Linked DNA regions of Oryctolagus cuniculus: region 2 is linked to region 1. The links are chromatin contacts, called in public Micro-C maps. All regions are on one chromosome and are shown on one strand. Each heading gives the region's core, a stretch centred on a gene start, on an enhancer-like site or on the middle of the called end of the contact. The rest is flanking DNA. Distances are from core to core; before and after follow the strand shown. Region 1 overlaps ZDHHC14 (zinc finger DHHC-type palmitoyltransferase 14). Region 2 holds the start of TMEM242 (transmembrane protein 242).

The links. A called contact is a pair of places that touch in the nucleus more often than the background predicts.
Region 2: a Micro-C map of ear pinna shows a contact between it and region 1, with 2.0 times the contacts expected there. The contact joins the promoter of TMEM242 here to the enhancer-like site in region 1. A contact is called at or near these places in 2 of 6 Hi-C or Micro-C datasets (ear pinna and an unstated tissue).

The regions. Positions count from the first base shown.
Region 1 is chr5:10,129,732-10,135,416 of mOryCun1.1, forward strand. All of the region lies in intron 1 of ZDHHC14 (zinc finger DHHC-type palmitoyltransferase 14), which reads right to left. Among named protein-coding and RNA genes, the nearest start is that of ZDHHC14, 110 kb to the right of the region's middle. Within about 2 kb of position 1,595, at least 3 of the 8 cell types and tissues checked have an H3K27ac peak or open chromatin away from gene starts, as enhancers often do. A contact at or near this core is called in ear pinna, where this site is marked.
Region 2 is chr5:10,300,359-10,306,101 of mOryCun1.1, forward strand. TMEM242 (transmembrane protein 242) reads left to right here and starts at 1,405. Exons shown (of 4, transcript XM_002714955.5): 1 at 1,405-1,554; 2 at 2,001-2,101. The coding sequence starts at 1,467.

The DNA of each region.
Region 1 (5,685 bases), core at 345-2,844:
CCTCAGCATCTTGGAAACATTAAGATTTGAAAAGGCTCTCACATGATTAAGTCCAGCCCACTCATCTCCCAGCTGAAGCCACGGAGGCTCGGGGTGAGGAAGCTAAGTGTCCATGGCAGCCCAAGGGTCAAGGGCGAGCCATGACCCTGAAAACAAGTATGTTCCAAACCCACGTAAGGTCTCGCCTTGGGGCCAGTGTTGTGGCCCAGTGGGATAAGCCTCTGCCCGTGACCTAGGCATCCATAGGCGCTCTGGCTCTAGTCCTGGCTGCTCCACTTCCGATCCAGCTGCCTGCCAATGCACCTGGGAAAGCAGTGGAAGATGGCCCAAGTGCTTGGGCCCCTGCACCCACGTGGGAGACCTAGAAAAAACTCCTGGTTCCTGGCTTTGGCCTGACCCAATCCCAGCCATTGTGGCTATTTGGGGAGTGCACCAGTGTATGGCAGATCTCTTTCTCTCCCTTGCCTCGAACTCTGCCTTTCAAATAAAAAATTAAAAACATTTTTTTTAAAAAAAAGATCCCTCCTTGATGCTGGTTCTTGGCTGGCACTAAAGCCCTGTTATCTGAGTGTGGCTTGTTGCTGACAGAATGGAGGCCCCAGCCTGTGACGGTGGATGAGGACCAGTTCCCCTAGGGTGTCCCCGGCCAAGGACGGGGTTGCAGCACTTGTGTGAGCAGGTCCACTGCCAGCCAAGATGGTGGACCTGCAGTGGCCAGAGCCCAGGTGGCCACGTCCCAGGAAAGGCTTCTTAGCCCACATGCCCGAGACGCACAGGACAGTATCCCTGAGCCGGGAGAGAAGCTCTCTGGCAGAGAGCCACGCGCCACAGAGCTGACCCGATGGTGCCCTCGGCCTCAGCGTCACATCCGAGCTCAGGCTGTCCTGGGTCGTTTCTAACAGCTGTGGGCCCACGGCTTGGCAAGGAGCTCTCATGCTGCTGACCGCTTCCCCAGAACACACATCTGCTTGGCGTGCTAACCCTCTCCTGTGTGCACAGGGTCCCCACCCCCGCCGGGAACAGCCCTGAGTGGATGCTGCCAGCCCCGAGACGCCGTCTCCTGCTGGGCTGCGGTGCTGTTTATCTGCCTGTGCGCTGGCCTCCAGCACGAGGTCATGGGCCCGCCTGTGGTCTCCGGATGGTTATCTACTCTGTGGGACCCGTGGGACTCCTGCCCCCTGCCACGTTTCCTTCCTGCCTCCTAGTGGACTGGGAGCGCCCGTTTCCTCCACAGGGCTGTTGGCAGAGGAGGAAGAGAGAGGAAGGAAAGGGAGGCTTGGCAAGGCTGGGTTTCCCTCTCCAACCTGGCCGGTGCTCAGAGCCCAGAGAAGAGAGCAGAGGGAGCTGGAGCCCCACGGAAGGGCCAGAAACCCAAACACAGCTGGGAGGGCTGATTCCGCGGGAACCATGGCCAAGCCCGGCACACACGCAGACTTCCTCAAGGCAAGCGGCACTCCCGCGCTGAGAGGGCGAGGGCGACAAGGGAGCACAGAGGCAGCCATCAGAACCTGTTCAGTGTTCCAGAAAACAATCTGGGGGTGGGAGAGAAGAAAGAGGAGGATCAGAGAGAGAGAGAGAGAACGAGGGAGTAGGAGGCGGTGGGGGGAGGGGGGCTTGGGAGATGACTCAGATGTTGGGAGAAAGCTGTACGAATCCCACTACTGCTGCCACCCCCGAGCGTGGGTGCTGGGAAGAGTAGAGCTGGAGGCCACTGACCACCCAGAGCACACGGTCATTTTCTTGGCCTGAGTCTCCTTCATTCGTGTGTGCATCCAAAGTGCCTGCCCCGTGCCAGGTGTCGCGCTGGTACCAGGGGTACAGAGGCGGGCCGTGGTGGGGGCAGCAGTGGGAGGTGTCCTCACTCACGGGGCTCACTGCGGGGTGGGAGAGACTCAGGTGAGCAGTCACGAGAGCTAAGGGACACGCGCCTCCCCGAGTGTGCACCTACATCTGGGGGCGCCACTGCATCCAGAGCCGGACCCCAAACTCTAGCTCTGCCCCTGCCTCGCTGCTGCACTGAGAACACGCCAGGCCTTTGCTTCTGGAGCACAGATGCCTGCAACGTCGCAGCCAGAGCGTCCCTGCTCCCCTTCCCTCCACTCCCTACTTATGGCCATCTCATCTAAGGTCAGACCCCTCTGGACGGGCCAATCTGGCACACCTCACCTGCCTGTCGCCCCATGACTGCTCTCAGCACCAATATGACCTTTACAGGGTTGAAGTTATGGATTCCTCATTCCACATTGTCAACTGCACAAGGGCAGGGCCTTTCTGTCACTCACTGCAACATTTCCAGGAGCTGGAACAATGGCATCATTCAGGGGACACTCATCAGAGTGCCCTTTCTGCGCCAGCTGCCCGACCCCCAAGATGTAGGATCTGCCCCAAGGGTCACTGGCCAATCATAGAACTGGCTGAGCCACTGGGTCAGAGAGCCCCCTCTGAGGGCAGGGAGCAGACAGATAGGAAAAGGCACCCATGTTTTCTGGACATGTTTTCTGGCCGGGAGGCTGGAACTCCGGGTCAAGTGCAGGGGCCAGGCAGAAGCTGGGGAGGTGGTGCCAGATAGGGTCTGAACCCGGAGAGGAGCCGTCTGGCCCCAGCACCAAGGATGCCCCTGCGCTCCCGAGGGAGGTGCTGGTGGTTTAGACTCAAGTGGTGGCAGAGGGGATGAGAGGAGGCTGATTTCCTCCACGGGGGTGAGGATGACAGCTGTGCCCACCTGCATGGCTGGGGCCCGAGTCAATGCCAGGCACTCAGGCAGCACCCGGCTGAGGGCGAGGGGGCGGTGGCTGTCGGCACTGGTGCACTCAGACTGCTGGGCGGCCCTGGTGGAGAAGCAGGAGGCCTCCCCAGTCGCTGAGCGTGAGGCTTGGAGCACTTCTGCAAACAAACAGCGACTGTGCGCAAGAGCTCAGTACATAATCAAGATGACTCACCCTGAGGACTGCGACCCGTCTGGGACACCTGCCGCTTGCACGCTCTACCCCTCAGACACTCTCGGCCAACCCGTGCCCACGCTGCATACGAGTGCATCCTTGTGTCTGCCCCTTGAGGGAGCCAGAGCTGTGAATGGGGGTGCCAGCCACTTGTGAATAAAGTACCTCCCTAGTGAGACTTGAGCCAAAGCAAGGGAGGGGTTGGAGGCCTGGGGACTCCCCATGAAAATGGCTGACTTGAGCCTTTGATGTCTGAGTTTCACAAATTACCTGTTAATGTAGAAATCCGCACTCAGCTCCTTCACAGAAGTTGATGCTACAGCTTCCCCACTTACAGTCTTTCGAATGCATCTCCGTTCTTCTCATTTCCAGGAACTCTACCCCAGCCACTCCATCATCCCATAAATATTCATTGAACACCCACCACATGCAAAGCAGCGCGCTGTGGAGGGGCACGGAGTCCACACGGATCCTGCCCTCGACTCGCAGAAGAACAAAGAGACAGCTCAGAAAGCAGACTCCATGCTCACCAAAGACAGAAACCTCAGGGAGGAGGGGAGGGGGAGGGAGCCGATGGGTGGAGGGGTCCTGGGCGTGCTCCACCCGGGCTAGCATTCCACACCACCCATTTTTTTTTTTTTTTAAAGATCTATTTATTTATTTGAAAGTCAGAGTTACACAGAGAGAGGAGAGGCAGAAAGACAGAAGTCTTCCATCCGATGGTTCACTCCCCAGATGGCCACAAAGGCCGGAGCTGCGCCGATCCAAAGCCAGGAGCCAGGAGCTTCCTCTGGGTCTCTCACACAGGTGCAGGGGCTCAAGGACTTGAGCCATCTTCTACTGCTTTCCCAGGCCAGAGCAGAGAGCTGGAGTGGAAGAGGAGCAGCCAGGACTAGAACTAGCGCCCATATGGGATGCCGGCGCTTCAGGCCAGGGTGTTAACCCACTGCACCACAGCGCCAGCCCCACCACCCATCTTTTAACACCCAAGTCCCTTGAATGTGGCCTGGGGACCTCCAGGCAGGGCAATAAAAGGTGCCTGCATGAAGGAGAAAAGTGGCCTGGACAGCAGCACCTTGACCGTGGTCATAACCCGCCACGTGTCCTCCTCTCCCCTGTGTGTCTTACTTGCAACATTAAGATTAAAATCAGGGGGGCCAGCGCTGTGGCGTAGTAGGGTCAGCCTCCGCCTGAGGTGCCAGCATCCCATATGGGCATCGGTTCATGTCCCAGCTGCTCCTCTTCTGTCCAGCTCTCTGCTATGGCCTGGGAAAGCAGTGGGAGATGGCCCAAGAGTTTGGGTTCCTGCACCTGCGTGGGAGACCTGGAAGAAGCTCCTGGCTCAGCTCCGGCCATTGCAGCCATTTGGGGAGAGAACCGATAGACAGAAGACCTCTCTGTCTCCCTCTTTCTGTAACTCTAGCTCAAAGAAATAAATAAAATCTTTTAAAATAAATTGAAATCGGATGATTTGTGTAAGGCCTCCTCCACCAGGGGTCCTGGCAACTGCAGGCATTCAAGGCTCAGGAGTCATCACCGTTATCACCACTCCCTGTCCTGGTCTGGCTTCACTCCTGCACTGCCCTGACCCAGGACCTTCCTTGTCTTACTCGCCTGCCCTACCAGGCAGCAGCACTGGAGTGCCCCTGAATCTAACTCAAATTCAACGTCCCCTAGAGATTGGTGGTCCTTGACTGAGGGAACCCGCCACAGACTCTGCCGTGCCTCTCATATACAGCCCATGTAATGTTAGCCATTTGATTCCTGTAGAATTTTCTGGATGGTCACGAGTGGTAATTAGCTGATGGCTTAAGGGAGGTCTGCCTGCCTCTCTAGCCAGAGTGAAAGCTTCCTGAGGCCAAGGTCCCATCCACTGGTCCATCATCGCTTGCAGACCCCGTGCCTCGCCACGCACTGGAAGTGGACTATGCACCTGCAAATTGCTTTTTCAAATATTAAGCAGATGAGATTATCCAAGTAGTTTTCCTAATTCAGTTTCAAGCACTGAAGACAGGATTGGGGAACTCTAAACACACCACGACTCTACCTGTTTAGAGACAACCCAAGTAATGCTTCACTCCCCACCCCCACTGCCCACAGAGCCCTGGTTCTGCTCCTCCTCTCCTCACCAACTCCTGGTCCCACCGTCCACTGCGCTGATCTATCTAGAAACCTTGGGGTCACGTGTGATCCCTCCCTTTCTTCCCCTCGGCCACCCTATCCCACTGCCAGGAGAGAGGCTACACCTCCCAGCCCTGTGCCCCTCTCACCTCTCCGGCTGGCACCACTGCCTCTCCCTGGACTGTGGCAGTGCCACCCTCCCTGTTTTCCTTCTGCACCCTGCCCAGCCAGCCCAATCCTCTCTGACTAGCCAGAGAGAGCTTTCAAAACCACACCTCCCCTCCTAATTGTTATTAGTAAGATAAAAATCCTCCTGTGGCTTCCCATCGCCCTGCGAGGAAACTCATGAGCTCAGCTCCACAGCCTGCACCTTGACTCGTGCAGGCTCCCCAGGCTCCTCTGCAGGTGCACGTCCAGGTCCCTCTCCCAGGCCTTGCCCACTAGCCCTGGCTACACTGACTCTTGCAACTGCTGACCCATCCACCACCCTGGTGGCCCTCCCTCGACCTCAGGCCTCAGCCTTCATGGAGGGGATCCCAATCCACCTCCACACACTTTTCTTCATCTCTGCCCTGGGGCTTCCTTTGTCCCCCTATGCCATTGCTGTGTTGGCTCATCTGCCCTC
Region 2 (5,743 bases), core at 155-2,654, 170 kb after region 1:
TTATTATTATTATTTTTGACAGGCAGAGTGGAAAGTGAGAGAAAGAGACAGAGAGAAAGGTCTTCCTTTGCCGTTGGTTCACCCTCCAATGGCTGCCGCGGCCGGCGTGCTGCGGCCGGCACACAGCACTGATCCGATGGCAGGAGCCAGGTGCTTCTCCTGGTCTCCCATGGGGTGCAGGGCCCAAGCACTTGGGCCATCCTCTACTGCACTCCCTGGCCACAGCAGAGAGCTGGCCTGGAAGAAGGGCAACCGGGACAGAATCCGGCGCCCCGAAGGGAACTAGAACCCGGTGTGCCGGTGCCGCAAGCCTTCCTTTATTTTACAGTTGAGGAGTTTGAGATCTGGAGAAACCAAGTAACCCCAAGGTGACAAAGCTAAGATGTAGTTTAGGGCCTGTACTCAGGTTTTAAGTTACTATCATCATTATTAAACTTTATTTATTCGAAAGGCAGAGTGACAGAGAGAGGGAGAGACAGAAAAAGAGATCTTCCATCCGCTGGTTCACTCCCCAAATGATCCTAATGGCTGGGACTGAGCCAGGAGGAAGCCTCTGGGTCTCCCACATGGGTGCAGGGGCCCAAGCACTTGGCATCCTCAGCTGCTTTCCCAGGTGCACCAGCAGGGAGCTGGCTGGGGAGCAGAGCAGCTGGGATGCCAGCCAGCGCTCCTAGGGGATGCCAGCCACCGAGGCAGCGCTTCGCGCACTGCACCAACAATGGCTGGCCCCAGATTTCAGCTATTACCTGCATTTAAAAGGAATACATTCGTTTACTCATTCATCCAACATGCATTTATGACGCACGACAGACAACTCGCTGGAAGCTGAGAAATATAAAAATGAATGTGGGTCCCCACCCCTCCTCAGGAAACTCCTGCCCCAGAGTGTTGGGGGCAGAGAAAGACAGGCAGAGCGCCGCATTGTCTTCGGACGCCCGGGTCTTAGGCCCCTCAGAAGCCAGGCCTGTCCCCGTGCAAGACCTTAGCGCCCCCGCCCCGGGGCTGGCACCCCACGCTGGCCGGGCTGCCCAGGCTTCCCAGAAGGTCCGCTCTCCCCAGGGAGGACCGCTAGCGAATTTCCAGGAGGACGGCAGAGAAGAGACCAGGGCCTGCTTTGGTTCCAGCATCCTCCAACCAGCTGGGGCTGGGAACCTGGGGCCATCAGCGACCCCCGGTGCCTCCTGGAGTCAGGGTTCTGCATTCTTTCAAACCAGGCAAGTAATTATTGAAACCCTGCGATAGGCGGCGAGGACGCCGCCTGCAGCCCCTACATACCTTCTGCCCCCCCACCCCCACCCCCGGCCCCGCCGCAGCGCGAGCGGGAAGATTTGGGGACCCCGGCCGGACTCCGGACCCGTCTTCAAGTTGCACAGGGACGCGCGGCCGCGGAACCTTTCTCCTCCGCCTCGCTCTCGCTTCCACCCGGGCCCGGTTGGGAGCGGACTCGGTGGTGGGGGACTTAAAACATGGACACCGCGGGCGCTGGGGCTGCGCCGGCCAGGGCTCGGCTGGAGGCCCCGGGACCTGCGGACGACCGGCTTTTCGTGGTGAAAGGTGAACCGCGGTGCGGGCTTCCGGGTGGAGGGGTGATCGCGCTCTGCGGGCGGCGGCCGGGTCGCGTGGCCTCGGGTCTCCCGCGAGCTCGTCTCCCCTGAGGGCCGTATTCCCCTATCCCCTCAGCGATTTGTCCCTCGCCCTGCCTTTTGTGGCTGCTGCCGTTTCTCTTCTCCTCCCCGGGAGAAACGTGGCTCCGCGGTCCTGGGGGAGAGGGGACGGGAACCTGCGTCCCTCGTCCGCACTGGAGAGCGACGCCCCCGAGTGACCGCAGGAGCCACAGGTCACGAAGGTGTCGCAGCGTTCTCCTCTCCAATAACATGGGGCCGTGACGTCTCGAATTTCTAGAGTGACTTTGAATGAGATTCTATTAGTACCTGAGACTTGTGTGCATCTTTTTAACGTTTTTTTTTTTTTTAACTCTCCCCTCCCCAAACGCCTGGCAGGTGGAATTTTCCTCGGCACCGTTGCTGCAGTGGGAATGTTAGCTGGATTTGTTACGACGTTATCGTTGGCTAAAAAGAAAAGCCCTGAATGGTTCAATAAGGTTTGTGGCACAAACCCGCTCATAGCATTTGTGTGGTTTACAATAAATAGCTTTTTTTTTTTTTTTTTTTGCATAAAGAAAATGTGGGTGACCTTATATCTTGCATTACGAAGTAAACTTGGGAGACGGTGCTGTGGCAAAGCAGTTAAAGCCGCCGATGGCCTGGGAAGGCAGCGGAAGAAACCCAAGTGCTTGGGCTCCTGCACCCGAGTGGGAGGCCTGGAGGAGGCTCCTGGCTCCCGACTTCGCTGACATTTAGAGAGAGAGCCACGGCCAATGGGTGGGAGATCTTGCTCTCTCTGTGTAACTCTGCCTTTCAAATAAATAAATTAAAAAAAAAAAAAGGTAAAAGATGCATGCATCTTTCCAGAAGCTGCCTTATTACGTGAACCTGAATCTGTAGCTCACGGACTCCAGAAGCACACGCGTTGACAGGCCTTGTTTCCATCTAAAACATGTACTCCTTTTTTGTGTTTTCTTACACTTTGAAAAAGATCTAGTACATCTCCTGTTCACAGCATGACTTTGAATGTAAATCCAGGTCATCCACTGTGAAGTGTAAGAGGCCCCAATATTTTATGTACTATTTAGAAAGAAAAAATGGTGGCAACTAAACTCTGACACTGCTCATTGCGTGAGGAGAAAGTGCATCCTGGGGTCGTGGAAGTGCACGTCAGCTTCCGAGTACAGGGATCGTACGTGTTCACTGCCGCGGACTGTGGCTCTGGAAAAGTGCCCGACACATAGTAGGTGCGCAGTGAAATTCGGTGGCACGGCTGTTATCCACCAAGGGCAGAAAATCCTCACTCCTTGAGCAAGATCGAGCAGCTGCTCTCTGGGGTGGTGAACCTCATTTCCCCGTTGCTGAGACGTTTTCTTAGCCTTCACGTGCAGTTCCATTCACATGCTGCCTGATGGCAGGGGTCGGCGCTGAGGAATGTGCCTGGGCAGTTTGGTTGTGTTTGGGCATCAGGCTGTGCTTACACTAACGTGAGCTGGCTGTGGCGTTCTTCAGCGGTAGCATCTTCTGGGGCCTCCGTGGTGTACGTGGTCTGTTGACCAGAAAGTCAGTGCTGTGCACGACTGTACTTGTTATGAGTGTCCTGTACCTGCCCCCACCCCTGTTGGTCTTATGTATCAGTGCTTCACTGTGTCCACACACGTTTACTTGGAATCTGTCATGTGGCAGGCACTCTGCCAGCCTTGTGGGCTGCACAGAGGAACAGTTACCTGCTTCCCAGGAAGTTGACTGTCTGGGGTGGGGGACAAATATTGAATATTCCCACAGATAACTATGTAATGATCATTTGTTACCAGCTATGAAGGAAAAGTGTTATAGTGACAAATCATAAACCAAATTCCTTTTCTACACACATATATTTAATATTTGTTTATTTGAAAGGCAGAGTTAGAGAGCGAGCTTCCATCCGGTGGTTCATTCCCCAAATACTCACAGTAGTCAGGGCTAGGCCAGGGTGGCAGGGGTCCAAGCACCAGCGCTCATATGGGATGCCGGTGTCACAGGTGGTGGCTTAACCCACTAAGCCACAATGCCAGCTCCTGTATTTATCTATTAAAATAACATGTCTGGATCCTGTAATGGCAAAAGACCACATGGGTTTTTGTCATCGTTTTGAGAGGCAGAGAGAGCTGCGTCTACTGCCTGGTTCACTTCCTAAATGCCTGGGATGGACCAGTTACTTAAGGCAACACCGCTGCCTTCTGTGGTCTGCACTAGCAGGAAGCTGAAGTCAGGAGCCGGAGGAAAGACTCAGGCTCCGACACACATGTCTTTTTGAACAGCAGACAGAGACAGAGAAACAGAGGCAGAGATCTTCTGTCCACTGGTTCACTCCCCCAGTGCCCAGAACAGCTAGAGCTGGACCAGGCTAACGTCAGGAGCCCAGAACTCAGGCTGGATCTTCCATGTGAGTGGTAGGAGCTTCAATATTGGAGCCATCTCCTTTTACTTCCTAGGGTGTGCATTGGCATGGAGCTGGAATCAGAAGTAGAGTAGTCAGGATTTCAAACCCACCACTGATATGGATGCAGGCATTTTAACTGCCAAACCATTCTCTTGCCCCTGTTACGAGCACTTTCTTTCTTTCTTTCTTTCTTTCTTTTTTTTTTTTTTTTTGTTTAGACAGGCAGAGTTAGACAGTGAGAGAGAGAGAGACAGAGATAAAGGTCTTCCTTCCGTTGGTTCATCCCCCAAATGGCTACGGCCAGCGCGCTGTGCCAATCCAAAGCCAGGAGCCAGGTGCTTCCTCCTGGTCTCCCATGGGGTGCAGGGCCCAAGCACTTGGACCATCCTCCACTGCACTCCCGGGCCACAGCAGAGAGCTGGCCTGGAAGAGGGGCAACCGGGACAGAATCCGGCGCCCCGACTGGGACTAGAACCCTGGGTGCCAGCGCCGCAGGCAGAGAATTAGCCAAGTGAGCCATGGCGCCGGCCACAAGCACTTTCAAAATAATACTAAGATATTTCAATTGATGGTACAGAAGCAGTGGTATAAGGCATTGCTGGTGCCTTCATATAACCAAGCCAGAGGCATCTAACTATGCTAGTAGTCATTGCGTTCTTCATTACAGTGTACCTATAACTTTATTTATTTATTTATTTTAAACAATTTATTTTATTTATTCTAAAGGCAGAGTTACAGAGATGCAGAGAGAGAGACAGGTCTTCCACCCGTTGGTTCACTTCCTAGAATGGCCGCAGTGGCTGGAGCTGCGCCAATCTGAAGCTAGGAGCTTCTTCCGGGTCTCCCAGGGAGGGGGTAGGGGACCAAGGACTTGGGCCACCTTCCACTGCTTTGCTAGGCCATACATAGCTGAGAGCTTGGAAGTGGAGCAGCGCCCATATGGGATGCCGGCACTACAGGCTTTACCCGCCACACCACAGCACTGGCCCCACATCTATAACTTTAAAAAATAAGTCAATGTTATGTAAGAATGCCACTTATAAAGCCGTGAAGTTACTAATTTTATTAAATCATGACACTTGATTAATATCCTGTTTCAGAAATGGGAAGCATGGGGTGGGCGTTTGTACAGCAGTTAAGTTGCTGCTTGTGAGGCTTCCATTCCGTATCTGTGTGCCTGGTTCAAGTCCCGGCTCCACTGCTAGAGCACCCTGGGAGGCAGTCGATGATGGCTCAGTACTGGGGTCCCTGGCTCCCACTTGGGAGACCTGAATTGAGTTTCAGGTTCCTGACTTTGTCCTAGCCTGTGCTTGGATATTGTGGGCATTTGGGGAGTGAACCAGTGAACAAAAGATCTCTTTCTCTCTACCTTTCAAGTAAAATGAATTTCTAAAACTTTAAAACAGAAACATGCATAGAGCATCTGAGCTCTTATAGTGAAGTAGGCTTTTCCGTAGATTGCGTAGACTGAGATGCAGTAGACTGAGATGCAGGCTGAACTAGCTGCTTTTTTCCCACAAAAATATTTTCAGTTGGAAGAGCCAGCAATAAACTATAGTTATTCACAAGTGGATGTTTGGCAGACATATTCTTAAAATAAATGAAATAAGCCTGTCTCTTCAAACAAGCAATTGTCAGTATGAGAGTTTGTTTCCACTGATAAAATTCAAGCTTTCAAGTGAAAAGGAGTTTTTAGAAAACTTGTATCTGCTGTGAG